3 separate regions of the Hordeum vulgare genome follow, and all the other regions are linked to region 2. A link is a contact called in public Hi-C data. All regions are on one chromosome and are shown on one strand. Each heading gives the region's core, a stretch centred on a gene start, on an enhancer-like site or on the middle of the called end of the contact. The rest is flanking DNA. Distances are from core to core; before and after follow the strand shown. Region 1 holds the start of LOC123443284. Region 2 holds the start of LOC123443281 (reticulon-like protein B21). Region 3 holds the start of LOC123443282 (E3 ubiquitin-protein ligase SINAT5-like).

Region 1 (4,152 bases), core at 628-3,127, 910 kb before region 2:
AAGAGGTCCCACCTAACCAAATTCAAGAGAAGGTTTGACAGCAACATGGAAATGTCAGTCTGGCTTCAGCATTAGCTTGTTTCACTTGTGAACCTTCCAGCTGGAATAAGGCAGGAGCTATTTTGTTTGTCCCCATCATGCTTGTATGAAACATGATGTAACAAATCAGCTTATTGTCAGCGAGGCCGCAAGCATATACAGTATTAATCAGAAACGACCATTCTTGACACCTCTTGGCTGCATTGGCCGATCTGGTGGTTACATGAGCCATTATTTTGGCTGTTATGCGTGAATGAATCGCTGTCATCGTACGACGGAAACTCGAAAAGGCTCTGAGGCAAAGTATAACGACAGTTGGACGAATTTCCTGAAACCGTTTTACTTCTATTATTAGATTTAGCAAGCGTGATGTAGACATGATCACCAGGTAGAAGAGTGGAGTACATTTGCCGTACAATCTGACCTAGCTAGACAACCTCAAGCCTGAAACAAAATCTATGAAGGTTGGACAGCCTTCTCCAGCACACTGCAGTTCCTTGAGGTTGAGGTGGATCATTTGTCACTGCAGGTCGCAAAGCCAAGTGAAATGAAGTGAGATGAGCTCTTGAGCCACACAAGATGGCCGGGTGAGAACTTTGATGACAGGTTATCAGACGTACCTTTTCTTCTTCTCGGAGGCGAGTTTCCGTCCCTTGCCGGCTATGACGTCGTCCATGCTCTGACCGTAGCGCCGGTACCGACCGCCGGAGGCGACGAAACCCGGGCACGGCCGGTAGGCCTTGATCGGCCACCACCCGAACAAGGGGACGGCGGCTATGCCGCCCATGATCCGTCCTTCGCCGTTGCAGCCCCTCTCTGGTTCCTCACGGCCGCACCCCTTGCAACCCCTGAAGTACAGTTGGAAGCACATTATGTATGTTTCAAACCGGAAGCACGCCAAATATAAATCCAAATGAAATTTAACAAACTTTCTTCAAGTAAGCAGTATCTTGTCATCTTAGTTTAAATAAAATTTGCAGCAGCAGATTTTCATAGAGGTTCAGGATCCTCGAATGGTTCATTTTAGCATAAATTGACAACAAATAGTCCCAGTCAATAAACGTAACTGTCACAGTGGCAAAAGTAAATTGAAAATGTTAGGAAAAAGAGGTTCCACCGAGACTTGAACTCGGGTTACTGGATTCAGAGTCCAATGTCCTAACCACTAGACCATGGAACCATTTGTTGGTTCGGGCTTGAAAATACTGTTATTTAAAATATTATTCACGCTTAGATAGTGGCATACTAACACGCTAGTAAAGTCGTCATCTATCTTTCCGACAGTTACATGCTCGGTAAATTTGAGACAGTCCTGGAACTGGAAGAGCAGCCCGTACCTGAAGTTAGGGTCATCCTTGTAGTCGTATCTGACAGCTGCCGGAGTTGGGGCGGCTGCTGCTGCCCCCTCTTGATCTTTGGTCACAACGGAGGAAGTTGAGGACGAGGAGCTACCAGATGAGCTGCAGGCAAGATTGCCTTTGGCTCTGGCCGGCGCGTGCTTCCTGTGCAGCAGAGGAGACGCAGACGCCGAAGGAGGAGAGGGGCAGTGATTGGTCGAGAGGAAGACGGCGCCGTGAGGAGGAGGAGGAGGAGGAGGAGGAGACGGGAGCTGCAGCAGCCAGAGGGAGGAGGCCGCCATTTTTCAGGGGTGGGCGTGCTCGTGCCACACTCCCTCCCTGCGCCTCGCTTCCTTTCCCCTGGAGAATAACGCGACCAGGGGACGAGGGAGAAATGGAGGGGGGATGTGGGAAAAGAATGGAGGATGAACCTGCGGCCACGTACGTCGTCAGGAGGGAGGCCGGGCTTCGGTTGGATTGGAGATAATGCGCGGTGGGTGCTGCTCCCACGATTTGTTGGCTCTTTTATTTCGTCTCTGAACCGTTTCGTTGAATTTTTTTGTTTTGGAGATGGGAAGAAAAGAAAAGAAAAGATTTGGTTATCCAAAACAAAAATCTCGGTGTCTCAAGGTGAGAAGTCAGTCAAGGAAGTTACTGTCCATGAGGAAGAAAATGAATGAAAACGAAACAAAAAATGAGGTTCTACCGAGACTTGAACTCGGGTTACTGGATTCAGAGTCCAATGTCCTAACCGCTAGACCATAGAACCTTTGGTGTCCTGCTTGCGTGATCTACCTTATATATCACTGGTTTTATCGATTTTCCAGAAACCATACGTACGCTAATAAAAATTAGACATTTACAAATATTTTGCGATTAAAACAAGTATGGACGCTCTTTTCTGCAGTCTTAAGATATTTACCATTATATTTACACACTGACGCTAAATGCATCTCAATCTGTTCAACGGCTTCTCGCCAAGCCTGAATTCTCCTAATTTTCAAAAAATAATTAATGTGATTTTAAGCCTAAGCACAGGGGAGTCCGGAATGCCATGTGTGTGATCCACATCTGAAGATAGGGGTGGTCGGATATTGGGTTTATCACATGACGCGGAGATTTAATCCACTATTGTAAATTCGATGTAGGTTGCTCCTAAATGTTTTCCATCCTTTTTTGCTTAGTTCAAATGGTAGGAAGGATGACTATCATGTGTGTGTTGTATTACCTCCGTGCCAAATTACTTGTCGTAGATTTCGGCGGTGCCAGCAATTATTAATGTGTAGTCAATTGAAACTTGTGTAGTCATATGTATGTATTTATGATTTTTTCTGCATCATATATACTTATTGTATGTTTTTTTTGAAAAAAAGTTATGTTGTCATTTGACTGCACATCTCATGTATGGCTTCGCCACTGGTAGTTTTGCCTAAATACGGATAGTAATTCGAACGGACGGAGTGCATGATGAATTGGTGACGGTATTCAAGAAAGTTACCTCATCGTGATATCAAAGAACTTTTACTTGATTACTGCAAATGTAGAGGACCAAACGATTAATGATGATAAAGTTGTTTGTACTTAGCATGAAGAACATATTAATGCTCTTTTTCAATGTGTGAAGCCATGTGAGTCTTTGGCCTTTGGGTCCAACTACCTTGAAGATGGTAGCTCAAACTATATTCACCAATATGTATAATGATATAGCAATAGGATTAGCAATTCATGAGTGCGACATTGTTGTTGGAAATCAGAGGTGTGTGTTGATCATATGAGTTAGGACAAACAATCACGACATCAATACCGGGGACTTTCTAACAAGGTTTAGGAAAAACATTTACAATCCCAATGCATGACTACAAGCGCTTCGCCATGTACTAAATTCTGTTTATGCCGAGGTGCCTTTGTATATATTAGGTCTGGATTACATGTGTCCGACTTAAACACGTAGATTCGTCCACTCTTTTTTTCATATCTCAAGAAACTTTTACCCCCCCGCGTGTCCTACTTGGGTGACTCGAGGGGCGAAGCCTAGACCTGTGGCCTCCTTCCTCCTCAATCTCCCGTCACCGACGTTGGAAGCAGCCACCGGGCAAGCTCGGCACGCTACCAATGAAGGTGGTTGAAAGCACATATGCTCCCTTGATGGTTTTGGTAATTCATGACAACATACATTGTCTCTTGGACTAACACTTTTACCTAGTATATTTCAGGTATAGTCCACAAAGAACATTGGCTAAAGGATTGTGAGGAGAAACCCCTTGATGCAAGGAAAAGAATATGATTGGTCAAGCTTCAAGCAAGATGACTCTACATTTTATATTTGTGAGAAATAAATTTTGAGTCCATAGGAAAGCCAATACTATTAAAAGAGGGTGAGGTATTATGATGAATTGGTTGCTCAAGTGCTTAGAGATAACCACCAAAAATGTCTAGTACTTCTCCCACAAATATCTTTATCCAAGCCAAAACAGAAACATTGGTGCCACCAATATTTTCCACTCGGCCCTACCAATTTTCCACGAGACAAATCCTATGCCAAACCCCAATCTCTCGGTACCACCAACTTTCATATCGGCGCCACCGAGATTAGTGACCAACTTGCTGATGTCTCAATTCAAAGAATCGGAATTTCTGAGTTTTGGAATCGGTCTTACCGAGATTTGGAAACTGCTCTAGGTCATCGTATCGGTACCACCGAGATTCATATATATCGGTCTCACCGAGAATTCAAAAGCTGCAACATTTAATGCAACTCGATACAAGCGAGATTCAT
Region 2 (4,030 bases), core at 679-3,178:
TGGTTTCTTTGCCACTTTTAAGAGTAAGAGTGCAGTAACTTACTTGAAGTTGAGGTCTTTGGCATAGGAGCAGGAGATGAGCGAAAAGGTCCCGAATCCAAACACAAATGCAGACTTTGACACATCTCTCCACATTACCAAATCCACTAAAATAACAGTGCTAACAAAATTAAACCTGAAAGAAGATTAAAAGCGCCAAGCTGGTACAACTTGTAAAGCGCGTACAGCAGCACTAACCGATATTCTGCATTCTCCGATTGCTTGTGCTAAGAGCCGACGGCCTGCCCTGGATCTCCTCATACTCTTCTTCCTCTTTAGAACCAACAAAAATGCATCGATAATAAACCACAAAATAAGAAGAAGACCAAGAACTCAGAAGGAACGGGCAAATGGCACTCACCAGGTGGAGCGTCGACAGGCTCTTGCTTCGGGAACCGTCGACCGATTACCGGCGAAGCTTTCTTCTCTGAACAACACCAACAATTTCTCATTTTTCAGGTAGTCGATCAACGTTAACTCAGGAAATGCAAATTGCGTACCAAATTTCTCTTGGAAAATTCGCAGCGAAGTTACCTGGAGAAGTTCTTGCCGACTCTGGGTCCGTCCTGTGGATTACCACCGGTGTCGATTTCTTATTCGCTGCATTTTGGGACGGCCAAGGAAGTCAGAAAAAATGGACTGAGAATTCAGATGAATTCGCACCGCTCTGCGTCCAGGGAGGATAAATTCACCTGGAGGGGTCATGGGCTCTGGGTTCATCGCCCGGAGATTGACAGCGGCAGCAAGTTTCGTCGGCTCTGGATTGGCTGCTCTCTCATCTTCAACCGGTGCTGCCACCGGCCTGATCACTCCTACACTTGCAGAGATAATCCTACCATTACAACACAAGAATAATTGCCAAAGCGATAACGAAAGGGGGGAAAGCAAAATCCGAATTTGCTCTCACTTTTTGTCGGTGGCGCAAGATCTTGTTCGTCCGCTGCAATATGACGCCAAATCAAGATCGCATTTGCAAAACTGGTTCGTCAAGAAACGAATTCGGGCGGAAACAGTCAACGAATTTATTTCTTGCCTTGATTGGGAGCTGTCGGCTGATCAGTTTCGTCCTCGTCAATGGCCGCCTGATCTTGATCTACCACCTCCTTCTCCTCCTCCTCCTCCTGCTCCTCTGCTTCCAGCTCTTCTTCCCACTCCTCCTGGTCCTCCTCTGCCTCCGCTTCAATATCCTTGGGCTGAGGCAATGGCGCCTTCTCCACCTCCACCACCACCACCTCCTTCACCTCGGCCGCGAGCTTCTTCTCCGGCGTGGTGACCCTCGCCACCGCCCGCTTGGCCACCACCGCACCCGCCGTCGCCGCCGCGTCGGAGCGCGACTTGCGCAGCTCCGCGATCGCCGTGACCGGCTCCGACGCCTTCCAGTTCCTCCTCTTCTTGGCCGCCGCGGCCGTGCCCGCGCCCGCGCCCGCGCCGCCGCCGTCGCTTTGATTCCGTCGCAGGCGGCTGTACACCCGCATGCCCTCCTCGTCGGCGTCGTCGGCGCCTTCGCTGAAGACCTTGACGCCGCCCTTCACCTCGTCCATCTCCATCCGCGTCTCCCACACCGACGCCGCCGCGGGGGCCCGCCTCGGCACCGTGAGGCGCCTTCTCGTGCTGGCCGCGGCGGCCCCCGGCTGCTGCATTCTTCTAGACTAGCAGCTCTGATCAGCTCTGCCCTGGTGTCTGTGCTCTGCCTACTCTGCTCCGTCTGGTTGTTCACAGTGCCTTGTTCTGCACTCTCACACTTTCTCTCTCTCCCTGTATAAATGTCCAGTGTGTCGGAAAGAGGGGTAGTAAGGGGCTCACTCGGCGGTCGTGCGCCAGAGCCTCAAACGCAACAGCAGCTCGATCTAGTCGGAGGAAGCAGGGGAAGTGATGCGTGCGGTGCGGTGAAGGGATCAAGCAGTAGGAAAAGATGAGATTCGGCCTCACATGGTGGGCTCCTGCTTAAGACCCAACGTGGTGGTGAAGGGGCCGGTATGGTGGATGACACGGCACATCCTATTTGGCGCCGTAGGCGTCGGTTAAAGTGCATTTTTCTTAGGCGCCTGCAGCGCTCGGTCAAGGGCCGGTCCAACGGGAGGGAGATTTTTTCGGTTTTGTGAAGTTTTTAAAAACTTTTTAGATGGGTTTTTTCATGACTGATTTTTCTTTGATTTTTCGTTTTTTCTTTTTGTTTCTTTTCTTTACTCTTTTTATTACTTTTTCATTTCTATTTTACTTTCTATAAACTTTTTATTTTTTTGAGAAAGCGCAGCCCTTTTTTGATTAACTTTTTTTCAAACGAAGAAACTTTTCTCCAAATCATTGAACCATTTTAAAAAATTTATAAATTTTCTAATTAAAATTCTATGAACTTTTTTTAAATCGACGAACTGTTTTCAAATTTTGATTTTTTTTTTGAAATTTGATGATTTTTTTTTGAAATTGATGAACTTTTTAAAGATTTGTGAAAAAAAATCTGTTCAATGAACTTTTTAAAAACTTTTTTTTTCAAATTCATGAACTAATTTCCAAAATCCGTGAACTTTTTTTAGATCATAGTGAATTTTTTGAATTCATTATATTTTCTTTTAAATTTTGTGAACCATTTTCTGCTTTTATGAACTTTTTGTGTTCACTTTTTTTTTTGCTTTTTTGGGTTTTCGGTAGAAATTTCAGCCGTGAAACTGGGTCGCCCATTTTATATGCGTGTGGGTGATGGTTCTCCTAGCCGGCGCCGAGCTCCCGGGTGACACGGCCTAGTGGTGCGAAATCATTACCTTAGTTTTTTGGGCTTGAGGAGAAGATGAAAGAGAAAGGTTTCGGTGAGATCAGTTTACAAGCTTCTGTTAGGTACGAAGATAAAGAATGAAGCTTTGTTATAACCGGTAGGGGGTCATTCGAATGTCTCCATGGAAGAAGGGGCGTGGACATCACTTTGGCATATGAAGGTATCCTCGAAGATCAAGGTGTTCCTATTGAGATTGTGCCATGAAACAATCCCCACATCTAGCCTTCTACACCATCGTAACATGTTCACTACGAAGGTTTATGCTTTTTGTGCGTCACGAGATAGTTGGAAACATGCACTCATAGACTACGTTACAACAAGAAGTGTCTCGTCCCTACGCTCGGAAGAAACAGTGGAGACTATGGTCGACAATTTGTCGATGAATGCAAGGAACTTGTTGTTTACATTGCATGAATCATTGTCCCATGGTGAGTTTACCCGCGTAGCGGTGACATTATGGGCAGTGTGGCGAGCACGAAGACATGCTATACATGAAGATAATGAGAGCCCTTTTCTCAACCAATGCATTCATCACGTCATATCTTCGAGATCTCCAAGTAGCTAAAAAATAACTCAAGTGGGTTGCGGGAGTGCCCCGCCTCGGTCGGATTCATGGCAGCCTTCACCGGAGGGCCATGCAAAGCTCAATACAGATGTGGCAATAGCGGGCGAGGGTACCTTTGATGTTTTTGCAGCAATCTGTCGAGACCAGGCGGGTCATTTTCCATGGCCTTCGGCGATCAAGTTCAAGCATATATCCAATGTTGCAATGCTGGAAGCTCTTGCTATTCGCTAAGGACAAGCTCCGGCAAAGGACGTGTATGTTAGTAAGATCCATATTGCTTCGGACTGCAAGAGAGTTGTAGGCGATCTAGAGAATAAATCGGCAATGGAATACTGAGCTATAATATATGAAATAATAGATCGTTCTCGTTTTTTCGCTTCATGTAATATAGTTTATGAGTTTAGGAGCTCAAATTTCGAGGCTTACAATCTTGCTAAGCATGCTCTAACACTTGGGTTTGAACGCCACGTATGGTTGGGCCAACCAGGGGAGCTGCTCTTTTTGCGTGTAAACATTATTGATCCTTAATAAAGTTTGGCAAGATTGTCAAAAAAAGTTGCAGACAATGTCATTGCAGCAAACGAGTGTTTGCATTTCATGAAGAGTAATAGGAGTAAGAAAAAACCCCATTGTGCCATTGTCGGGGGGATAACCCC
Region 3 (4,026 bases), core at 1,034-3,533, 570 kb before region 2:
AGATTATACCAAATCTAGCACACCCTGCACGTGCAAGTCTATGACTTTTGCAGCAGAAAGTAATTACATTGCAGGTGTAAATAAAAGGAGGGTTAGGAAGATCAAACACAATGAAGATACGGAGATTTTTGGCGTGGTTTAGATAGGTGGTGCTATCATACGTCCACATTGATGGAGACTTCAACCCACGGAGGGTAACAGTTGTGCGAGTCCATGGAGGGCTCCACCCACGAAGGGTCCATGAAGAAGCAACCTTGTCTATTCCACTATGGCTTACATCTAGGAAGGACTTGTGTCACTCAAGGTAGATCTTCACGAAGTAGGAAATATCCTTACCCTTACAAACTTCTTGGCTCAACTCCACATGATTTTGAGGCTCCCAAGCGACACCTAACCAATCTAGAAGACACCACTCTTTAAAAGGTAATAGATGGTGTATTGATGATGAACTCCTCGCTCTTGTGCTTCAAAAGATAGCCTCTTCAACACTCAATCACTCTCTCATAGAATTTGGTTTGGTAGAACATGATGATTGAGTGGAAAATAACTCGAGGAGGCTACAAAACAAGATTCATATGGTAGGAGTGGAATCTTGATCTCAACACATGAGTAGGTGGTTCTCTCTTAAAAAATGAATGGTGGAAGTGTAGATTCGTTCTGAGTGCTCTCTCTGTGAAAGAGAGGGTGATGGAGGGGTATATATAGCCATATCCAAAAATCCAACTGTTACAACATTATTACCCAACTCGATGAAACCAAAGTTAAAATATGGTTCTACCGACTAGTGCAAAATGTCCTGACTTTTGGCTTTTCGGTGAGAACGAATGAAACATCTCGGTGAGACCGATTCTGCTTTACCTAGACAACTCTAGTACTTCGAAGGTTCCGAAAATGAAATCTCAGAAATTCTGAAACTCGAAATCTCGACTCTAGCAAGTTGGTCGCTGCTTTTCGGTTCTACCGAGATGCTTGGGTTTGGCATAGGCTGAGTCTCGGTGAGACCGAAGTGAAATACTTGGTGGTACCAAATTTGGTGTTCAGGGTTTAGAAGAGAGGTTTGTGTGTGAATTTATTTGAGGCTTTTAGTGGCATATCTCTAAGCACTTGAGCAAGAAGATCGTCATGAGTATGTCATCCCCTTTTAATAGTATTGACTTTTCTAAGGACTCAATTATGATTGCTCACATAAGACAAAAATGTAGAGTCTTGAAGCTTTTGCCAATAAGAGTTCTTTGCATCTTAGGGAATCCTTCTCACAATTCCTAGCCAATCCATTCATGAAACTTTTCTGAAATATACTTGATAAATTCATTAGTTCAAAGAACTAATATGTTATTGTTAATTACCAAAACCACATAGAAAGAAGTTATGCTTTCACATGCACCAAGATACGTCTTTATTATGTGCAAACTTGTATAAGCCGAATTAAGTACAACATAAGAATCAAGCTTAGTTTGGGTGGCTAGCTTTACTTGTGGACACGCAGCCAACGTAGGTTCGATCCCGACATGACGAATAAGTGGACCAGTTTTTAACAAAAAACATGAGGTATTATCCTATAAACCTTACATTCAGATGTGATATAGTCGAACCCAAATAATAATTCATATCAGTATTATGGCCATACATCTCTGTTTTGTACTACGCATCGTATGCCTAATTTAAACATCACAATAAAGTTGGATTCTTGCTTTGATCGAAGTAGAAGCTGAGGGTCCATTCTCCATTCGAAAATCCTTATCATGGAATACATTTCACACGAATTGAACTTACTATCAAGGGCGAAAAGGGGGATGTCATCACCGAATTGAGCTATAATTGGAGTATTATGTCAAGGCTAAGGAGGTAATTACCATGCACTTGATAAAAACAAACGAAGTCCGAAGGATCGGTATCCCACACGATCCCGAGTTGGAAAACTCACACCCACTAGACATGTGTGTCCCCTAATCCTCACCTCCGTCGACCGTGCCAACAAATCCGAAACCCTTTTTTCAACTAGCAAGCTTGAACTGAAGATAGTGGCAACATGGTGCCATGGCAACAAGAGAAAGCGAGAACAGACGTGGCTGCCATGCAGCACAAATCATTGCTGCCACACCGCGAGGCAGGCACAGCACGGCAGCAGCGATAATAGCACTAGCCGTAGCCTCCCTCCGTCCTCCCTAATCCCAGAGCGAACGCTGGCGCGTGCGGTCGAGCCGCTTCATTGCCCGGGGCCTCCGCGCTTTTCTTAGACCGCCCCCCATCCCAACCCACCCCAACCCCCACCCCCCGGAATCCGCGGCGCGAGCCCCGCCCCGCCTCCCCCCACAAAGCGCCGGAGGCGCGGCCCCCCGCAGGCCCGCCCCCACACGCCGGAGCCCGGATCGCGCCCCGCTGTTCGCCGGCGGGCTGAGGCGGGCGTGCGGGCGCGCGCCATGGACGTCGACAGCGTCGAGTGCCTCTCGCTGCCCGATGCTGCCATGGACGCGGACGACGTCGGCCTCGCCCTCCACCCTCACGGCGCGCTCGTCGCCGCCTCCTCCCGCCCGGCCGCCTACCCCAAGGGCGGCACCGCCGCCGGCGCGGGGGGCGTCGTCGCGCCGGGGAGCAGCGTGCACGAGCTGCTCGAGTGCCCCGTCTGCACCAACTCCATGTACCCGCCGATCCACCAGGTTTCTTGATTTCCCCCCACCCCCTTCTTGATTCTGGCGCGGCGTGCTATGTGCCGGGTGTGCTTCGGGACAGGGGCCGATTCTTGGGTTCGAATGGGGATCTGGGTTTGGGAAATTCATAGTTTCCAATTGGGTAGCCAGTGTCGAATTTTGGGGATGTTGGTGTAGAGAATTGTGCTTGTGAATTGTCTGCCATTTCACATATGCTGGGATTTCGGTGACGTGCTCTGCCGTAATCAAACGAAAATAGCGTATTCCTTGTATTATCATCGTTCTTGTTCATTCGGAATTCCGGTGATCCTTTCCTGCCATGTAGAGGCTTAAGAAAAGGTAGAATTTCAGGGTCTTGCAGACAAGCATGCTAGTATTAGATACTTTCTACGTAGCTTGCAAAAATTGGAGTACAATCCTGAACAGAAATTGGTGTGGCATGACTAATAAACTGTGGGAGTTGGGCAATCTCAAACCTCGTTATCTTTGTTTTATTATCCCTTTTTATTTTATTTATTTGATTCTGGATATGTAATCAGCCCTTAAGTGGAGTACATGTCAATGAACTTGTCTTTTGCATAGCTAATGGTAAAAATAACACCTTGGTCTTTCATTGGATGATATATTTAATGTGGGATCAGTAGTGCATACAGTATGAAACTAATCTATTACTACACTTGGAGGTAGAAATTCCTACATTAAACCTATAGAATCGAACTGCTTATTTCATTTGGTGGATCCAGAATATAGTCACAGTTGTAAAAAGGAGAAAGAAAAACTATATTTTTCAGTCATCAGCGTGTGAGTTGGTAGCAAATCTAACTCTGTTTTCAACCATGAACATATGTATTGTAGTATGTAGCCATGCAATGAGAAGATTTTCATGCTGATACTGATATCTTGATCCTTAAGCAAGTACATGCTGAATACATGTAAGCAATTTGGCATCACATATGTGGTTATCAAAATAAACAGGAGGAAGAGTATTGGTAATAGCAGATGTAGCTGTTTGTTGAAGGGATGTAATTGTGTTGAACTGAAGAATCACATGTACTCCCTTCGCCCCAAAATAAGTGTCGCTGCTTTAGTACTAAATTTGTACTACTACCTCCGTCCCGGTGTATAAGTCATTCACGTAGTTCTAGGTCGATAATTAACTATCTAAATATGTTTCATATGTGACAAAAAAATATATATTTAGAAACTACATTTGTGTAGAAACCTAGTGATATATTTTTCATGACATATAACACATATTTAATTATTCAAATCGATGACCTAGAACTACGCGAATGACTTATACACCGGGACGGAGGGAGTACTAACTTAGTACTCCCTCCGTCCCAAAATTCTTGTCTTAGATTAGTTTAGATATGAA

Evidence for each region. A called contact is a pair of places that touch in the nucleus more often than the background predicts.
Region 1: a contact with region 2 is called in a Hi-C map of seedling, with 5 times the contacts expected there. The contact joins the promoter of LOC123443284 here to the promoter of LOC123443281 in region 2. A contact is called at or near these places in 2 of 6 Hi-C or Micro-C datasets (leaf and seedling) and 1 of 1 datasets of contacts at active chromatin or transcription factors (embryo).
Region 3: a contact with region 2 is called in a Hi-C map of seedling, with 6 times the contacts expected there. The contact joins the promoter of LOC123443282 here to the promoter of LOC123443281 in region 2. A contact is called at or near these places in 3 of 6 Hi-C or Micro-C datasets (leaf and seedling) and 1 of 1 datasets of contacts at active chromatin or transcription factors (embryo).

The regions. Positions count from the first base shown.
Region 1 is chr3H:142,787,404-142,791,555 of MorexV3_pseudomolecules_assembly, reverse strand. LOC123443284 reads right to left here and starts at 1,877. Exons shown (of 3, transcript XM_045119616.1): 1 at 1,377-1,877; 2 at 660-887; 3 at 364-562. The coding sequence starts at 1,678. The coding sequence ends at 553. TRNAQ-CUG (a tRNA gene) reads right to left here and starts at 2,145; the gene lies at 2,074-2,145. It overlaps TRNAQ-CUG (a tRNA gene), which reads right to left and starts at 1,219; the gene lies at 1,148-1,219. LOC123443283 (protein DEFECTIVE IN MERISTEM SILENCING 3-like) reads left to right here. Exons shown (of 8, transcript XM_045119614.1): 8 at 1-227.
Region 2 is chr3H:141,878,305-141,882,334 of MorexV3_pseudomolecules_assembly, reverse strand. LOC123443281 (reticulon-like protein B21) reads right to left here and starts at 1,928. Exons shown (of 13, transcript XM_045119612.1): 1 at 1,073-1,928; 2 at 947-979; 3 at 732-851; 4 at 574-639; 5 at 401-466; 6 at 238-312; 7 at 44-146. The coding sequence starts at 1,679.
Region 3 is chr3H:142,452,128-142,456,153 of MorexV3_pseudomolecules_assembly, reverse strand. LOC123443282 (E3 ubiquitin-protein ligase SINAT5-like) reads left to right here and starts at 2,283. Exons shown (of 3, transcript XM_045119613.1): 1 at 2,283-2,657. The coding sequence starts at 2,421.